Linked DNA regions of Macaca mulatta: region 2 is linked to region 1. Evidence: chromatin contacts called from public Hi-C data. All regions are on one chromosome and are shown on one strand. Each heading gives the region's core, a stretch centred on a gene start, on an enhancer-like site or on the middle of the called end of the contact. The rest is flanking DNA. Distances are from core to core; before and after follow the strand shown. Region 1 overlaps AKR1B1 (aldo-keto reductase family 1 member B). Region 2 has its middle 59 kb from the start of AKR1B1.

Region 1 (6,625 bases), core at 1,816-4,315:
CTGTGCACACACACACCTACACCTTTGCTCAGGCCCTTCAACCACACCGAGAGGTTACCCAGAGAAAATCTCGCTCTTGAGCTTCACTGCCTGGACCTGCCCTGCGCTGAAACTGTTAGTTACCAGCTGCATAACCTTGGACAAGTCACTTAACTGCTCAGTGCCTCAGCTTCCCTATCTATGAAATAATACCCATTTTGAGGGTTGTTACGAAGATTAAGTGATGCATCAAAGCACTTCACATGGTGCTTAATACCTTAGTAAGTGATCGAGAAATGTTGCTGTGCTGATAAGCCCAGGGACCGCAAAGGACCCTCTGGACCATTTAGCCCACTCACCAGCTCTGCAAGGAGTTCATGTGATGATGGACAGAGCCTAGACGTGTGTCAGGGCACAGGCAAAGTGCTCAGTGTGGCAGCTGGAGCAGCTCAGGCTACCGGGCACCACCTCCCTCCCCGCCCGTCCTTGCAGCTTTGGTGAGTCGGGGTGGGGGCACGCCCAAAGGAGAGCAACTCAGGGGAGTCCTGATGGCCCAAGCTCTGTTCTCATGGAGCGAAGTGGCTCTGCCAGGGAAGCTCTGTCTTTATCCAAGATCTGTGCCGCATGCAGCACAACCATGGGCATGGGGCTCTTGGGCAGGCCCCAGCTCAGGTGAGCAGCTGGTTTTGCCTGATTCCACTGCCCAGAGGCCGTGGCCCTAATGCCTGCCACCTGTCACGCGTGAGACAGGGATGAGAGTGATCCCTGAAGCGGGAAGTGGAGCCCATTGTTGAGTAGAGGAGACGTTTTTCTTCTTACGTGCAGGTAGATGTTCTGAGTACACAAGATAAAGTGGCAAAACCGTGGCCACTGAGGGAAAGGCATAGCCCACCGGAGATGCATCCTTTGTTTCATATTTCATTTTTTAAGGAATTAGGAAAGAAAAAATAAATGACTAATCTCAAAATGCTAACCTATTTTATTTTTGCATCTTATTGCACATTTTTCTGTGATCGTAATCACAGAGCCTGTAGCAGACTCTCTTTCTGCACATTTTGTGATCATCTGAAGCTAAGAGCCCTTCGGCTCTGGGAGTGTGTGTTGGCCTCATGTGGGTCTCACCCAGTGCTGCCTGCCTGCCTCCCTCCCAGCCTCCATGCCAGCTGAGTTCTGTACCATCTGCTGCCTTCATGCAGGTGCTTCTCTTCTCCCAGTATACCTTTCTTGCCTTTCCTGTCAGAACCTTATGCTTCTTAGGCCATGTCAAATACCACCTCCTCTTCGGCTGTGGTGGTTCAGTTCCCCAGCTGGAATGCATTTGGAATACCTCTGCCCTTCCTGTGCTCTGTTGAGTGCCTTACACAGTGTGTGATTAGTTATTTGTGGCACAGCTGTAGAAATACCTCTGCCCTTTGTTTGCTTCATCAGTAGAGGCAAAGACACATCTTACCCATGATTCTACTCCTCACTGCAGCGTATCACAATAGAAGTGCTCAGTAGTGTTTTTTGAAATGAAATAAAATGTATCATTTCCCTGGGAGGTTCTGGAAAGGAAGGACTGTTTTCATCGTTCCATATATTATCTAGCCCAACATGCACATTTCCTGAATAGTAATATAATCAGCTTTTTCTAAGTTCAGTTTATCATCTCTGCTCAAAGCCATGGAAGACATCTGGGTCCTGCACAGTATTTCGTCTTTTGTTTTTATTTGCAGAGCTTACTGGATTTTTTTTGTTTGTTTTTTAGGTCTTTGACTTTGAACTGAGCAACCAGGATATGACCACCTTACTCAGCTACAACAGGAACTGGAGGGTCTGTGCCTTGTTGAGGTGAGTGAGCCCCAGCGTGAGGAGCAGTTCCCAGGAGATCCTCAGATACTGCAGAGCAGAAGAGTGATCCCTGCAGGCCTCAGCGCCCATGCGCTCCTGTCACAGCTGTTCTTGCTTTGCACATTACCTTGCTTTCTCTGCCACATGACCTTACATTAGCTGAACTGCATGAAGCCAAGATGCCAAGAGATCCGCTCCTGATATCTTCTTCTAACCACGGGGCATTGTTGGCCTGGCCTGAAGTAACTACATATTTTGGCATTTAATTTTAAAATCCTAGTGGTTCATCTGAAACCAGGTGATCCCAGGTGACCCTGGATCAAACTCTGGAAGAATTTGCCTGTGACTTTTTGTCTTAATGACCCTAATGAAAGGGGTTTGGTCGGAAGCCCCTGGGGCTGGGGTTTGAGACAGTCCCAGCTCTGACCCTGGTAAGCCACGTGGCTCCAAAACAGGCCCTCCCTCTGAGCAGCAGGCACCTCCGTCCCTCCAGCCATACATCCTCTGGTTCTGTTTCCTCTGCGTGGTAGTTTGGAAGGAGCTGCCTAGGAAGGTTTTCTGGGGGTTTTCTCTTTTCCTACCATTACAATAACTAGGTGACGCGTGTAAGTCACTTCCTGCTTTTCAAGAAGGAACTGCTCATTTTGCAGTGGAGACTAAGACCCTGTTTCTCTTTCACTACCCTTATTCTCATTTGAGCTGTTTCCACACACTCTCCTTTAGTACTTCCTCTTCTAAGCAAAATTTGAACATTCCCTAAGATGGGGTGGGCCACCAGCTTTCCCTTTCCAGTCTGTCCCCTCTCCCTCCCCGGAGTTTGCACTGCTGGTGGCTTCAGCCACTGCCCCAGGCAGATGTGTGCCCAGCCTGCATCGTGGACAATAACTTTGCCCTGCTTCAGGCATGCGTGTGTCTGGAGAGCCTGCTGCTGCCACACTGTGGCCTCACACTCAAAACAGGCCACAAACAGAGCATGTCACAGGCAGCCCCAGGCCAGCACCCTTTCAGACGTCTTTGTTAATGCTACTTAGCCTTAGACATTGAAATCATTTTTGGATCTAGTGGACAAGGAGGAGAGGAATAAATCAGTCACCAAGCTACTTTCGTTCTCCTTTCAGAATCTCCCGTTCATCCGTCTTCCTTTTCCTCTCCCACTTGAGACAGTGGATTGAAGCTCTTAGGGCTGAGGAACCACAGTGGTTTTCTCATTGCTCCCTTTACAGTTAGACTCCTCTGCCCTCCAGTATTGTTCTAGAAACTTCTGTTCGATTATCCTGTTGTGTGGTGGTGAGTGGGAGGAAGAGACTAGCCCTGACATGCCCAGGTCTCCCAGGGAGTTTTCTCTATACACATGCCACCCCTCTGGCAGATACTGCTTTACTGAGCCTGACCTGCTGATGTCAGTGTCACTCTCCTTGGGTACACAAAAAAGGCAGGCCATGGAGAACTTTTGAATGGTTTTGAATAAGAGTTACAGACTCTAAGCACCCAGCTCAGATTACATAACTCTGGCCTTGCATGCCTTGCTCAACCATCTGTCCAGTGTTCCTGCCTTTATGTTCCCAGCACAGCCATTGGCCTTACTAGATGGACAGTGGGTGAGCTTTGGCAAAGACGTCTGCACCTGTGCTCCCTGCCCTGTTTCCAGTATAAAATCTCCAACCGTTGATTGTGCTCACTTCAGCCCCCACTGATACAAGGAGGCTCCCTCCATCCTCAGAGCACTTGCCGTTGCTTCTCTTATCCTTAGAGATTCAGTCACATACAGAGTTTCAACATCCCTTTTTTTTTTTTTTTTTTTTTTTTGAGATGGGCTCTTACTCTGTCACGCAGGCTGGAATGTAATGGCATGATCACAGCTCACTGCAGCCTTGACCTCCTGGACTCAAGCGATCCTCCCCCCTTAGCCTCCCAAGTAGCTGGGGCTGTAGGCGTGCACCACCATGCCTGGTTAATTTTTAAAATTTTTTTGTTAAGATGGAAATCTTGCTATGTTGCCCGGGCTAGTCCCAAACCCCTAGCCTCAAGTGATCCTCTCGCTTCGGCCTGGAATTATAGGCGTGAGCCACTGTGCCTGGCCTACCTTCTGATATTATTACACCCTCTTATTGTTTAAGACCACAAGATGCTGTCTGGTCCTGCCAACTAGACTGAGTTACTAGGAGGCAGAAATCGTGTTGCCATCCTGCATGGCCCAGGCACAGTGCTGGGCACATGGGGAGGGGCGTCCGTCACACGTGTGCCGCTTGGTGACAGTAGTGGTAGAGGGGTCTGCAGTGCTGGGCACATGGGGAGGGGGTGTCCCTCACACGTGTGCTGCTTGGTGACAGTAGTGGTAGAGGGGTCTGCAGGGTGAGTTGCTTCCCCCAGCTGCAGAACCGTGATCTGCAGATTCAGAACTAGCTTGTTGCCTCTGAGGTTCTGTTTTCTTTCTTCAATGAGACACATCGTTTCTCTGTTGGGAGTTGGGTATAGTCAAAATCACCTCTTCAAAAAGCAACTGTTTTCTCCTTTCTCCTGACAGCTGTGCCTCCCACAAGGATTACCCCTTCCATGAGGAGTTTTGAAGCTGTGGATGCCTGCTCATCCCTAAGTGACCTATACCTGTGTTTCCTGCCTCATTTTTTTTTCTTGAAAATGTAGTATGGCCTCTGTCACTCAGCAGCGGGACAGCAACCTGTAGAGTGGCCAGCGAGGGCGTGTCTAGCTTGATGTTGGATCTGAAGAGCCCTGTCAGTAGAGTAGAAGTCTCTTCTAGTTTGCTTTGCCCTTCTTTTTGCCCCGCTGGGGAAAGTACAACCTGAATACTCTTTTCTGACCAAAGAGAAGCAAAATCTACCAGGTCAAAATAGTGCTACTAACAGTTGAGTTTTGACTGCTTGGAACTGTAATCCTTTCAGCAAGACTTCTCTTTGCCTCAAATAAAAAGTGCTTTTGTGCGCTTGGTTTTGTGAGCTTTGGTTTTTTAAAACAATAGCAACCTTCTACTCACTTTCAACCATCACTTTCCAGATAACCCGTAAAGCAGGCCCGTCAGTGATGCAAAAGGAGTGAGGACTTGGCTTTTCTACAAGTCCTCATCTACAAGTTGGGGGCCCCCACCCCAGTACTTTACCCATTTAGCTTTAGGGCCGTGGGTTTCATCCTGGCTGCACACCGGGTCACCTTCGGGGGGTTTAAGGCTGGTGATGTCTGGACCTCGCCCTGGAGGCTGATCTGATTGTCTGGGCTATGGCCAGGACAGCAGGAGTGTACAGCTCTCCAGGTGATTCCAGTGTGCAGCCAAGGCTGAGCCACAGCTTTAGGGTAAGCCCATGTTCGATTCCACAGATTCCTTGGTTGCTCCTTCTCTGTGTGAAGGCCGAAGTCGGTGTTTACTAAGCATCACAACCTGAGAGAAACTGCTTTCCTGAAGCCTGTTGTCTAGACGAGAGGAAAGACAAGCATAAATAAATAGCTTCCGATTGGATAAGGATGAAATAGGGCTGCAAAAGTAAAGGCTTTGCGGCAGAATGCTGTTGTTTTTGTTACTGTTTCTTTATCCAGAGTTAAGTTTGACAAAGGCCAAGAAAGGAATGGAATAGACAAGTGCCGACTTGAAACTTCATCAAGTTAGGTTGTTTTGTGGCTGGCCTTGTTTATTGGATAATTAGGACCCCCATGATCAAGTCACATTAACTGCTTTACAGGTGATCTGTGTTTAGGATGTACCTCTAAAGGTATAGTTAATTGGGCAGTGGTGGTTCCTGGCCCTCACCCAGGGATGGAAGGGCACACCTCGCCCTTCTGCAGCTGGGGTTGAGCCCAGTGGAGAACCCAGAGCCCCACTGCACAGGCTGCCCTCACTACCTGGCAGCCTTGGGCCTGGGACCCTCATGGCATCTGCTGATTACAGTGGTCCAGGTTCCCCTGTCAGAGTGTGCAGGTCACACCTTATCCCGAGTTAAACTGCAGGCCTCTTATGTCACCATGATGATGAGTAGATTTTAGTTTTGTTACAACAGTTACATCAAATCATCTGACCTGATCCCCACTGGTCCCCAGTTGGCTTCAACACTCTTTGGAAAAATAAGGTAGTCACTGGTAAGTGTTTAAATCTGTTACCTGCCGTCTAGATCTCTGCCTAGGATAGACCATTATAGCATGACAATTTGAGACTCAGCCCAAGAGCATAAACAAGATAAAAGGCAAGCTGCCTCCCCTCCCTACTTTCCAACAGAACCCTCAGAATTTTTCTGAGGACTGTGCCTTAGGAGCCTTGCCTGCAGTGGAGGAGGAGGAAGCGAATTAAGTCATGCCACAAATGACAGGGAGAACAGCTGGTTCTGCATTTTGAAGCTGCAATCGTATTTTCAGCAGTCAGCGACTCGGGCTCAGGTAAGGCCTGTTGCTTGTATGCTGAAAAGTGTGGCTTAGGGAACAGAAGGCGAGGCTGTGGAGCTCAGTGGGACCAGCTTCATTCCACTAACAATTCATCCAAGGAGCAGATGGATGCAAGAAGGTCTGTGGATCAAAACAGGTGCTGCTTCATTCACCAGTGGAGAGCTCCATTCTTCCTTCCCCTTGTGGAATCAAAACCGCTACACCTTCCTGGACAAACTCCAGCCCAGCCTCAGGACTCTGGTGGACTCGTCACGATGAATGAAGTCACCCTTCAGAGAGCAAAGTCAGTGGCAGTGTTAGAACAATGGTTCTGGCCTCATCTCTGGGGACCTTTGCCTCTGGTGAAGTTGGGGGTACAACATACATTCATGAAACTGAGATTTTACCAAAATAATGTTCCAAAGAGCAGAATTGTTAAGATAATGAGACCAAT
Region 2 (6,625 bases), core at 3,048-5,547, 73 kb before region 1:
ATGCAAGGGCACACTGTATATTACTGTCTAGCCCTGGTAAAGAGCTGTTTGGGGTAATAGAATTCATTTAGGGAGACATGGGGATGTGACTGGAAAGAATGCAAATTAAACTCTGATTAATATCAGAATATATGATAAAATGCATGGAATACTGGTATTTCTGTTATCGGAAAATACAACTGGTATGGATATAATCTCTAAAAGGAAATTCCTCCCCCTACTGGGTAAGATTAAAAAAAATAACTTGTAGATTTGGTTTTGTTCAGTATTAATTGGACATGGAAACTGGGAGCCTTGAGAGTTGCCTAAGCCAACTCAAATAGTAAATCTGAAACAATATCAACAAACAATAAAAGACGACAGCCCTAACTAGGGAAATACTAGATGCACATGTGTTAGTGTACACAAACACCATGTATAATAGCCTGGCGTGCTCAGTAAGAAAGGCTGACCTGTTCATGGCATGGCAGTTCACTGCACAATAGAGTAGAGGAAAAGCAAAACTGTGTCCCCAACAGCCTTACCAATGCCCTACCTGGTCCAGACTCTTCTACTGATACAACAAAGTAAAGACAACTGGTAACTGATCTGTAATTAATCTGGCTAATTCGCCTCTCTCCATATCAGTCACCAAGGTGAGCCAACAATTTTCTCTGATGTAGAATGATCACCCTCATGTGTTTACTGTACTACCTCAAAAATATTTCAACTCTCCCATGTATTTTCTTTCTTTCTTTCTTTCTTTCTCTTTCTTTCTTTCTTTTCTTTCTTTCTTTCTTTCTTTTGTTTCTTTCCTTTTTTCTTTTTTTTTGAGACAGAGTCTCGCTCTGTCACCCAAGCTGGAATGCAGTGGCATGATCTCGACTCAGTGCAACCTCTGCCTCCTGGGTTCAAGCTGTTCTCCTGTCTCAGCCTCCCTAGTAGCTGGGACTACAGGCACATGCCACCACACCTGGCTAAATTTTTTGTATTTTTAGTAGAGACGGGGTTTCACTACATTGGTTCGGCTGGTCTCGAACTCCTGACCTCACGTGATCAACCTACCTTAGCCTCCCAAAGTGCTGAGATTACAGGTATGAGCCACCATGCCCAGCCTCTCCCATGTATTTTCACTAACTGTTAGTGAAATCTAATACAATTGGACAATATACTAATTATAGATTATATTGATGACATGATTATTTCTGAAACTGAAGATCAAGCTAAGAAAAAAGTAATTAAGCGTATAAAGCATATCTCTAATTGGAGATGATTGCTAAAATCGAGGGGCCATGCACAGACTGTGGAAGTTTTGGGGAGATAATATGTGCTGGAATAACCCATAACATACCACAGACCACCAAAAACAAATTACTAACCCTCAGACTAACTAAGAGGCTCAGTGCCCAGGGGGTCTATTTGACTTTTGGAGAAATCATATCCCTGAGTTATGAACACTGCTGGTCCCAATACATCAAATCACTGCGGAAAAGGATGTATTTGATTGGGAACCCAAAAAACAGCCTTCTTATGACTGCAGGAGGCAGTGGTTCCACTGGGAACACACAATCATCATGCTAAAATGATATGACTATTGGCTCCCCATATTCAAGCTGTGTGAACTCTCCAGCGGAAGTCCATGACTGCTACTCTCCAACTTTGAACTGGGGGACTAGAGCATTACCAAATGCTGCTCTCTGCTGTACTCCTGGAAAACAGTTACTTGTTTGTTACTGGGCATTGAGATAACCCAAATAACTGAAGAACATAAAGACTGGAAATACCCATCATGCCATGGGTGACGTCAGAAAAGCAATCTGGCCGGGCGTGGTAGCTCACGCCTGTTATCCCAGCACTTTGGGAGGCTGAGGTGGGTAGATCACGGGGTCAGGAGTTTGAGACCAGCCTGACCAACGTAGTGAAACCCCGTCTCTACTAAAATTCAAAAAATTATCCGGACATGGTGGCGGGCGCCTGTAATCCCAACTACATGGGAGGCTGAGGCAGGAGAATCACTTGAAGGTGGGAGGCGGAAAGGTTGCAGTGAGCTGAGATCATGCCATTACACTCCAGCCAAGGTGACAGTGCAAGAGTCTGACCTGGGACAAAGAAAAGGAAAGGAGAAAGGAAATGAAAGGAAAGGAAGAAGAGAGAAGAGAGAAGAGAAGAAAAGCAAAGCACTCCAACAGGAGTGCAAAGCTCAAAGAAGTTCCATCTTGAAAGGGAAATGATACATACAGGAACATGTTATCAGGCAAAGCACAGGAGGGATACATTTTATTTACCAGCAAGTAGCCTCTTTTCCCTTAGGACCTACAATTTTAAAAAAGAACACTAACAACAACAAAAAAGCATTCTACATCAGTTTTGCCCACCTAGTTATATTTCATCAAATTAAAGCAAACATTTCACTACCCACACAGTACAACAAGGGCCCAAGAAGCATCACATTCAATGAATTTATTGTATTTCTTATCACTATCAAGTTAATAGGTTTATAGAAAGTTCGAATGAACAACTAAAGCATCTGCTTTCAAAAGGATTGAAAAGCTGGTCTACAATCTTCAGCGATATGTTTTGCAAGCTGACATGAGAATATTTAAAGGCAAGTTTCCATTAGATAAATTGCTACACTTTTGTGATGGATTAGGAAATAGGAGACAATACAGAAACTCGAAGCCAACTCTTCCTTTCTTCACCACAATTCCTTTGTTGAATGTCAAACCTGCTAGTCCCTGAACCAGAGCTATTCATACAGCAAAGGGTCCCACAGGCATGTAATACTCCAAAACAAGAGACTATACCTATAAAATAGAACCTAATTGCAAGAATTCCCTAGGGATTGATACAATTATCCTTGTGTGAATTACCAAAAAGGATTATTCTTTTTTTACACCTCACTAAAGTGGGGCTATTGCAATTGTTTTGTTGCTTAGTGGAAAAGATGGCCCTCTTCTCCGTACTTATTTAGTCTGACCCTCAGTGATTGCAAATGAATGTAAAGGGAAGCCCTGGCATGTCCCACACTGCTACCAACAACAGGAATTGTCCAGTGACTGAAGACAGGGACCTCATTTGTGGGAAAATGTTTTGATGAAAATTAATGATAAATGAAAGAAAGGTAAGATTGTCATTGAGAGAAAAAAGTCAACAAATGATTGTGGTATCTACCTGCAATTTGGTGCCTTGCAGAGGCTAGAGCAAGAGAATAATATTTTCTCATAAGTTTTGATCCAGATTCCCCTTGAGAGGGAGAACTCTGTCTGCTGAGAACTCCTCCTTTTTTAAAAAACCAAGACGTGAGCTGCTTCAAAGTCAAACTAATGAGCCTACTAAGGACTTATGTTAGAAAGCAGCAGAATATTTCCCCTGTCAAATTCAGAGAACACTGATCAATAATCTTTTGAATGAACATTGCATGACCATTAATTGTGATTAGTGAAGGTTTAAGAAAGGTATTGGGATACAAATTATCCATTGAATGCTCCATCTGTTATAAAATTATGTTTTTAAAAAAGCTGTTGTGAGTAGAAAAAGAAAATCCATGAAGAGGTGAAGGCACAATTAAAATACTTGGATCACTGACAGAGACAGTAATGATATACAACTTGGTGATCCTGCATTCCTGAGAATGAAAAGCCAGCAATTAGACGTGCATGGTTCTGAGAAGCATTACAATATATACAAACCAAAATTCACCTACGGGTCACTACTACTTATACATCCTCACCCTGAAGAATTCAACATTTTTGGATCTCCACTTTATTTCCAAATTGCACTAAAGCAATGAGTAATCAATGGCAACAATGCGTCTGGTGGCTCAAACAGCATCAGCCCACCCAAAGAAAGAGAGCTTTGGTAGGATTGCAAACTGGGCTAGAAATCGTTGACCAGGCAGAATTCATTTTTAATAAGGAAAGACTGTTGAAGAAACAGACCTTCTAATATAAATAGAGAAACTAGAAGCATCCTATTTCAGGATGAAGGACAAAGATGGCAAGTTACCTGGCATGACAGTACAGGACTGACAATTATAGCAGCTATTAAGATGACATGCCCAAATCCAGAAATGGGAATGAGCCTGCATGCCAACACATCTGGGTTATTAGATGTCTTAATTCAAACGGAGTTTGAGGTATCCCCGACACAATGACCAGGGCATCTCACAGCAGAATTTCAAGTTACATACTTATGGAAGACTTATAAGCCACCCAGTCAATGAAAATGTTTAATTAGAGAAAGCAACCTACCAACGTGTTCTTCCATGGCTTAAGCACCATGACTCAGTGCAAACCATTCTTTTTATAGTGTGACTCATGGTGATTTGACAAATTTGGAAAAGATTAGAGTGTTTCCCATGGGGAATAGATGGGCCCTGTTGTAGAGCCTCTTTCCGTGGGAAGCAATATTTGTTAAAGCCATATACCCAGAGGAAAGGAGTTTGACTTGTACTCCAAACATTTTGAATCCTGTGTACTCCAGACATAACAGAGATATAGCCTCAAGTTTACACTTTTTTTTTTTTTTTTTTTTTGAGACAGAGTCTCACTCTGTCGCCCAGACTGGAGTGCAGTGACATGATCTCGGCTCACTGCAAGCTCCGCCTCCCGGGTTCACAGCATTCTCCTGCCTCAGCCTCCCAAGTAGCTGGGACTACAGGCTCCCGCCATGACGCCAGGCTAATTTTTTGTATTTTTAGTAGAGACGGGGTTTCACTATGTTAGCTAGGATGGTCTAGATCTCCTGACCTCATGATCCACCCACCTTGGCCTCTCAAAGTGAAGTTTATACTCTTAAGAGAAATAACACAGGGTGTGGTAGACAAAATAATGCCACCGCCACAAAGATGTTCATGCCCTAATCCCCAGAACCTGTGAACATATTAGGTTACAGGGCAAAGGAGAATTAAGGTTGCAGATGGAATTAAGCCTGCCAATCTGCTGACTTTGAGATGAGGGGATTATCCCAGATTATTGAGGTGGGCCCAATGTAATCAGATGGGTCCTTATAAAGTGGAGGAGAGAGGCAGAGTTTGACATTGCTGTCAAACTAAGAGTAATTGTTTTGTTGTAAAAAGGCTGACCATGGGTCTAGGGTGGATTGTACTATTAGGGTTCTTTCTGGCAGGCCTGGAAATCACCTGAACTGTCTAACTGAAATCAGAAATGTAACTCCCGGATGAGATGCATGACTTGCACCTGGCATGGGCAAGACCCGCCCCCCTCTCGCCAGAGAAGTCTGGCCCTGGGGCTGATTATATGGCAAGAATATGTCTATATGACCAGCAGGTTATAAGAGGCACCAGCTTAGACTCCATGAGCATCTGAGAATAGATGCACTGAACCTATTCTTGTTCCCCCATCCCTTAGAAAGTCCTGGGTAGGACCACGGTCATGCCTCCTTCTGTAACAGGAGGAAAACTTCTTTTGTGTATAGAACAGCAGAGGACGGAAGGAAGTGGTGGAATTGACAGTCGGAGGAGTAGGTGGCACTTGTCTATTTTCATGATGGGTCTGACATCTTGAAATATGCAAAGAAATCCTCAGCTGAACTTGAAGGTGTTGAAGAAGATGTAAAATTGTTTCAGAGGAGGGCAGGCAGTAAAGAACAGAGAGGCAGAATTGTCGGCTTAGATTTTTTCCCCCTATCTATCTATCACTCTCCACCCTCTTTTCCTGGTGGCTACTTGTAGCCATGTTGTTTTTTGCTTTCTTCTTGGCGCTTTTCCCCATAATCAGACCACACTCCCCCTAGTGGTCTGCTGATGAATCTCTACTAACTAGGTTATGTAAAGAAACCTGCTGTATTAAGGTCACAACTGGAGTCCCTGTCTGTTTTAAGATGGAACCTGGAAGGATATTGTTTTATTACTTACTAAGGGGATGGAGGTGGCACTACTCACCATCTCATTTATCCCTATCTTCCATAGTGATCTTCTTTTAGAAGAACTGGGCTTAAATTCCCAGTTCTAGGGTCTCTCGGGAGCTGTATATATATACCAGCATCATCCTTGTCAAACTAGGCCTGGAAAGAGCCACAATTGGGTCTATTCCTACAGAACTTCTATTAAAAATAATTGGTGTAGTCTTCCCTGCTGTCACCTCTTTCTTCTCCTTCTGACCAGAGAAGCTACTTTTGCCAAGTTGACTTACTGGGCAGGAGAGGGTTGTAAAGCTCTGGAGAGTCACCCATTCTGGTCTTGAAGGAGTGTCATCACCATCTCACACAGAGCGAGGCAGCATTGGAAGTGACCTGGGAATCCCAGGGAGGCAGCATGTGCCAGGACTTAGGTCCTAGTGGCAGCTTTTCTGCTATCAATGTGACCTATTGATTAGCCGCTTGGAGCCTCAGTTTCTTCATATGTAAAATGATACTGTGGTGGTTCTCAGCAGAGAAAAGGGATGGCATACCAGAATAATGTGAAATGCTTTTTCAGCATACATATTATTTCTTTTCTCTTTGGCGAAAAAAACTTTCAAAGTATTTCTGAAACACCCAATACTAGATGATTGCGAGTGCCCTAACAGATCTAACACATCGTTTGAAGATGTGTTAGACCTTTGCGTTAGATCAATTCACCCTAGACCCATTGCTCACAAGTTCTCACCACTGTGGTGAAGCTCAGAAAAGGTGTGTATCTAAAGGT

Evidence for each region. A called contact is a pair of places that touch in the nucleus more often than the background predicts.
Region 2: a Hi-C map of cortical neurons shows a contact between it and region 1, with 8 times the contacts expected there. The contact joins two enhancer-like sites. A contact is called at or near these places in 9 of 14 Hi-C or Micro-C datasets (CD4 T cells, blood, cortical neurons and 5 more).

Annotation. Positions count from the first base shown.
Region 1 is chr3:174,131,856-174,138,480 of T2T-MMU8v2.0, reverse strand. AKR1B1 (aldo-keto reductase family 1 member B) reads left to right here. Exons shown (of 10, transcript NM_001265861.1): 9 at 1,727-1,809; 10 at 4,334-4,748. The coding sequence ends at 4,376. Among named protein-coding and RNA genes, the nearest start is that of AKR1B1, 15 kb to the left of the region's middle. Within about 2 kb of position 3,065, at least 14 of the 40 cell types and tissues checked have an H3K27ac peak or open chromatin away from gene starts, as enhancers often do.
Region 2 is chr3:174,206,398-174,213,022 of T2T-MMU8v2.0, reverse strand. It overlaps a transcript of AKR1B1 not described here. Among named protein-coding and RNA genes, the nearest start is that of AKR1B1, 59 kb to the right of the region's middle. Within about 2 kb of position 4,297, at least 3 of the 40 cell types and tissues checked have an H3K27ac peak or open chromatin away from gene starts, as enhancers often do.